Linked DNA regions of Zea mays: region 1 is linked to region 2. The links are chromatin contacts, called in public Hi-C maps. All regions are on one chromosome and are shown on one strand. The core of a region is the stretch at or near the end of the contact, and the rest is flanking DNA. Distances in the headings are between cores, read along the strand shown. Region 1 holds the start of LOC100283618. Region 2 holds the start of LOC100274509.

Region 1 (2,700 bases), core at 151-2,650, 280 kb before region 2:
TGCTGACTCCGCCTGATCTTGAAAGAGAGTTCGGCCTAACAGGTAGATCTCTTTCCTCTCGATGTTTTTCATTTCACTGTACCTGTTGAAGAGCTTAGCGCGCTAAGAAAAACACGGTTCACATTTCACAGGGGGAAACATTTTCCACGGCGCAATGGGCTTGGATTCTCTCTTCCTCATGAGGCCTGCCAAGGGATGGTAATGTTTGCCCTATTGCATTGATCCTTTTTTCCTCCTTTTGCCGATCTTTGAAGCTTTCCATGTCGGAGGAATCCGTGGCTCTGGGGTCATGACTACTAGCATGTCTGCGCTTTGGAGCGCACAGGTCGGATTACAGAACTCCTGTGAAGGGGCTGTACCTCTGCGGGAGTGGCGCACACCCAGGTGGCGGGGTGATGGGCGCGCCAGGACGCAACGCCGCCGCCGTTGTTTTGGAGGACCACGTGAAGACAAAGTAGGTGTAGTGTAGCTCGCTGGAAACCAAGATGGCATTTTTATCATCAGGAGAAAATCTTTGATGCCATGGTGCTGTTTTAGTGCCTTTCTTTTCTTTTCCTTTTTGGAGAATTATTGTCGCAATCCATAGTCGGAGAACTTATATCATGTGAAGACTCGTGTAACAAATCCTCACTAACATTTCTGTCCCTGTCCGGCGGGAAATTGGAACTGTGGTAAAATGTGGACCCATCTCTTTGAACCACAAAGGCCCTATGGGCTTATTTTGTGATGAAACAACCAATGGCCGCTCGTTGGACATGAACCATCATAAGACAAAATGAACAAGCTGAGCATGGGCTATTGTCATCATCATAATTAGGTGATTAAGCCAACGCACATGCTATAGAAAGAATCATGCCACGTGGACTGCTCAAGTTGAAATTTTCTAGCAGTTACCCTCTCAAAAATAACACTCCATCCATTCTTTTTTTATTGTCGCATTTTAATTCAAAAATAAACTAGCGAATCGCAAATATTCGAGAACGGAGTTAGTACATTTGCATTAGTTATATTCAAATATGTTTAATAAAGATAAAATTTAAGTGGAACCCTCACTGAAAAAAAAGCTTTGGAGAAAAAAATCTTCCAAGCGGCAGCCCCAACATCCTTCAGTTAGCACTTAGCAAGCAAAGCATAGAGGTACTAACGGCGTGGCGTTCACCGATCAACTAACGGCATCCAATCACCAGCGTGGCAGCGAAAGCATGTGGTCGTGACGTTGACGCGAAGCATTGAACGGGCATCTCTCTCGGCTGCTCTCGAAAGCTCCGCGCTTGGCGTGGCGGAGCCGAGCCGAGGGCTGATCTCGTCCACACGGCACTAGGATTTCTCCTTCCCCTCCCGCTGCCGTTCACGTCCTCAATAAATACCCCACCCTACTCCATCTTCTCGTGTTGTTCGGCGCACGCGGAGACAGCCCGCGATCCCGATCCCGATCCTTCTTCACGCGAATCTCGACGATCCCCCCCTTCCTTCCTTCAAGGTACGGCGAATCGGCGATCATCCTCCCGCTTTCCCTTCTCCTCTAGGTATAATGATTTGTTATAGGTTATGGGGACTTTTGAGTCATCGGGTCGATCTGACGATTTGCTATGGGTGCTCTGAGTACTCGACCTGGGAACTGTGGGGCGCTTGTAGGCGGCGCAGAGTTGGGTCTCGTCGTTGTAATGATTCCATCGGCTCGTTGCGTAGGGTTTGATCTGCCTGTCGTTTTCTTTTCTTTTAATTAAATTTCTGATGCACAGTCATGTATTGATCTGGTTTGGTGTTCCTAGATGCGTGTAATAAATGGGGAAAAAACCATGTCGTAATAAAATCAATTTATTTTTAATAAAAAAAATCTGAATTCTGGCTCTAGTGAATAAATGGATAGAGCCTGGCTCTAATTCTGGTAAAATAAAAAGACAACGAGCTTAACTTCTTAATTGGTCAATTGGAAGGGTTCTCCGATCTAATTAGACGTTGAAAATATATTGCAAGATTACTTCACTTCTTTAAATTGCCAAGAAACCATAAATTTACCATTGTGATTGGGGCTACTTTTTTTTAACCTTTAGCCTTTGTGAAATTTAACCGAATCTGTTCATTTTGGTATTTGAGTGTTTTTAATGGATTAGAAATTCTTTCTTTTCATGTCTTACCAATTCAGTGGTGTAATTTCATCTAGATTCTGATCGTATCTAAGAGATCCTAGTTCTGTCGTTTTTTTAACATCCAGAAGGAGAGCACCCTCCACCTGGTGCTCCGCCTGAGGGGTGGCAATGGTAATGCAGATCTTTGTGAAGACCTTGACTGCCATGTATGATACCGTCTTTGAAGTATTTGTATTGTCTGTCGTGACTAAGTTTGTTTCGTGGACCGGTTGTCTTCTACCCTACCCAAAACTACAGTGTGGCAGCAAATGATGAATAAATGTGATGTTTGAATTTAAAAATATGTGCTGAATAATGTTGTTTTTTTGTTATGTCAGTTAATGTTACTAAATTGGCTAGCTTTTAAATTTTGTTTACTAGTGTTCGTCGCACCTACATCTTTGTACTGAATGTTTGCTTTAGGTTCTGACAAACTCATTTTGAGACTAGTTAAATACTTAGGACCTAAAATGAATGCAGTAAATATTTATCATATTTTCTATGAATTTGGTCAGACTTAATTTGGCTGAATCCAAACCTAATGTTTTTTTACTAATCATATTGATATACA
Region 2 (2,700 bases), core at 29-2,528:
GCTACAACAGCTTTTGCTCATTTCAAGCTAAAACCTGACAAAGACCTCCGAATGCAACGGGTGGGTCTGAGCATCAGGCTCGCCGAAAAATATCTGGGTATTTGCTGAAGCTCTTTCCAGATGCGATATTTCTTTTTTAAGAAAATCAGGCAGCATATCTGAATGAACCTTGCGCAGTCCTTGAGGGTGATCCTCCTTGGGAGCAATCAGAAATAGTTTCTTCAGACTACTAGACTGTCTAAGCAGAAATGCTACTAGCTGCATCTCATTACGGTGCCCCTTGAAATTTGTCAGCTTGGCTAAGCGAAGGTTTTCTAATCCACCTTTTGGCGGGTCCTCCTCCTCCACCTTCAAGAAGTTCTCCGTGAATGCATCACCGGTGTTTGTCGGGAGCTGCATGTTCAGTGGAGCATGTTGAGAAACAGATCAGATACCCATAAACAAACAAAGCAATCGAATGCAGTTTTTCAAGAAGATAAGAAGAAGAAAAACAGAGACCTGCACAAAGAGGCGCTCTAACTGAGGACACGGGCAGGTCTTGAGGAAGCTATAGATGTCAGCAAGGTTGGAGTTGGCCATCCCGAACATGAGCAAATGAAGCTCCCTCAAGCCATGTAGGTTGCTCTCCATTACATCCTTGGCTGTGAAAGAAGAAACATACTGCAAGGCAAGGCGAACAAGTATAAGCGTAGAGGCGGTGAAATGGGCCGGAAGGAAATGGCGCAAACGCCTGAGCAAAAACCTGGAGAGCAATGCTGCAGAGGGTGAGGACAGTGAGGTTCGACAGGCGAGGAACTGCGTAGGGCAAGTTGGTGACTGGAAGGCCGGTCTCTGGCCCGCCGGAGCAGAGGTAGAGATGCTCGAGAGAGGCCTTGGCGCCGGATAGGATGTTGCTGGAGAGGAAGGCGCCGCTGAAGCGGAAGGACCGGAGGCGGGGAGCCACGGGGACCCGCAGCTCGGTGGTACGGGAGCAGTCGACGACGGTGAAGCTCCTGAGGTTGGGCACGCCGACGTTGGTGAAGTCGACGCGGCGCAGGCGGCGGCAGTAGCGGAGGTCAAGGTCCCGGAGGCGGGGACAGGCGGCGACCATCCGGCGCAGCGCGGCGTCGGTGAGGAAGACGGAGTGGAGGTGGACGACCTCGAGCGTGGCGACCATGGCGTTGTTGACGGCCGTGAGGTTGAGCCCGCGCACCGACAGGCGCACGAGCAGCGGGGACCCCATGGGGAACTGCAGGGTGAGCATGCCCGGGCGGCGCGTGCCGCCGCGCGAGCCGCGGCCGCCGGCGCCCGCGCCGCCGTCTACGCGGAGGTGCAGGTCCTCGGCCTCGCACGCCGCCGCGTAGTCGACGCAGCGCTTGAGGTCCGCCTGCGCGAGCTGCCCGCCGTGGAAGGCGAGCGAGAAGCCGTCGACGCGGCGCCGCCCGCGGCGGTCGATCACCGCGAGCGCGGCCGCGGTCGCCGCGGCGGCGGCGGCGCCGCCGCCCGGCGGGAGGCGGATGCTCACCGAGGACGGCTCCGGCCAGCGGTACGCCCAGAGGCGGCGCCAGCGCGAGGAGAGCGCGCCGGTGCGGATGGCCGATTTGAGCGGCAGCAGGCTCAGAATCTGCAGGCGCAGCACGTCGGGAAGGTCCGAGATGCGGTCCTCCTCCTCGGGCTCCTCGTGGGCCCCTCCTGTCCGGCGCCGCTTCTCGCCGCGCCCCGCCATTCCCCGCTCTTCCGCCGGTCTCGCCCCCTTATCGGCGCCGCATCGGGGGGAGGATTCCGGGGTAGGAGGGGTTCGGTCGGGCGCAGCTACAGAGGTGTGAGCAGGGACGGGAGGAAACGGAAGGGGGAGAGACGTGTGGAGGTGTCTCGCTCGCCGCCTGGCCGCCCGCCCGCTGCGGTGGCCTCTTCTTGTGCCTCGCTTCGGGTTTCCCCCCACCCCGCTCTCTCTGTCTGTCTCCCTGCGCCGTGCGTGCCGTGTTGCGTTGTGGCTGGCTGTTGGTGGGTGGTGCGCTGCGCGGGTCACCCGGCTCGCGCTCCTCCGGCCGCTCGCGTCGGACGGACCCCTTTGCGTTGCGTTTGCCCTGCGCCTTGTGGTGGGCTGCGACGTTGCTTTTCGCCGGGTCGCCGGCTGCGACGTTTTCACGCACACCACAAGAGCCCACACCACCCTCCTCATTTCTCAACCCCCTCCACTTTTTCGCTCTTCCTCTGACCGAACAAAGCAAATAATAAAATGCTGCTAGTTTTAGGCAACGAATCAAATACCTGCTACTTCTGCGGTGGCAAGAAATACTCCTTCCCTTCTATAGTGCTCCTGTTTGTTTTTTGGCTGAAATTTACTGTGTCTGTAATGCCTTTGGTAGCTCTTTATGACTTACGCGTAACGGCGTAACTTGTGTAGAGAAAAAAGGACGGCCAAAACAGTCGTCGAAGATGATTGAGGGCCTTTTTGGAGCGCAGAAGATTTCATGCAATTTGTGTAGAAAATTTATAGGAAATTAGGAATCGATTTTGTCGTCGAGGATATCACACCGCGATGTAGTTAGAGATAAAGGAATGAAGATAGCTAGACCGCTTAATCGGAATTGGGAACGACGCGATAGTAAACACATATTTCTTATATACAAACGCGGCGCAAAAGTGATCGCTTGTGAAGCCACGTCAGTCGAAATAGGCTCCGTCGTTAGATCTTTCTTCAATGACCACCGACATCTC

The links. Hi-C and Micro-C count contacts between places; a contact is called where the count stands out from the background.
Region 1: a contact with region 2 is called in a Hi-C map of leaf, with 7 times the contacts expected there. The contact joins the promoter of LOC100283618 here to the promoter of LOC100274509 in region 2. A contact is called at or near these places in 3 of 25 Hi-C or Micro-C datasets (bundle sheath and leaf).

What each region holds. Positions count from the first base shown.
Region 1 is chr5:84,478,134-84,480,833 of Zm-B73-REFERENCE-NAM-5.0, reverse strand. LOC100283618 reads left to right here and starts at 1,400. Exons shown (of 4, transcript NM_001371955.1): 1 at 1,400-1,480. LOC100272533 (pyridine nucleotide-disulfide oxidoreductase domain-containing protein 2) reads left to right here. Exons shown (of 16, transcript XM_020538433.2): 14 at 1-42; 15 at 132-198; 16 at 301-697. The coding sequence ends at 469.
Region 2 is chr5:84,193,120-84,195,819 of Zm-B73-REFERENCE-NAM-5.0, reverse strand. It overlaps LOC100274509, which reads right to left and starts at 1,278. Exons shown (of 3, transcript NM_001148867.1): 1 at 743-1,278; 2 at 499-660; 3 at 1-393. The coding sequence starts at 1,243. The coding sequence ends at 28.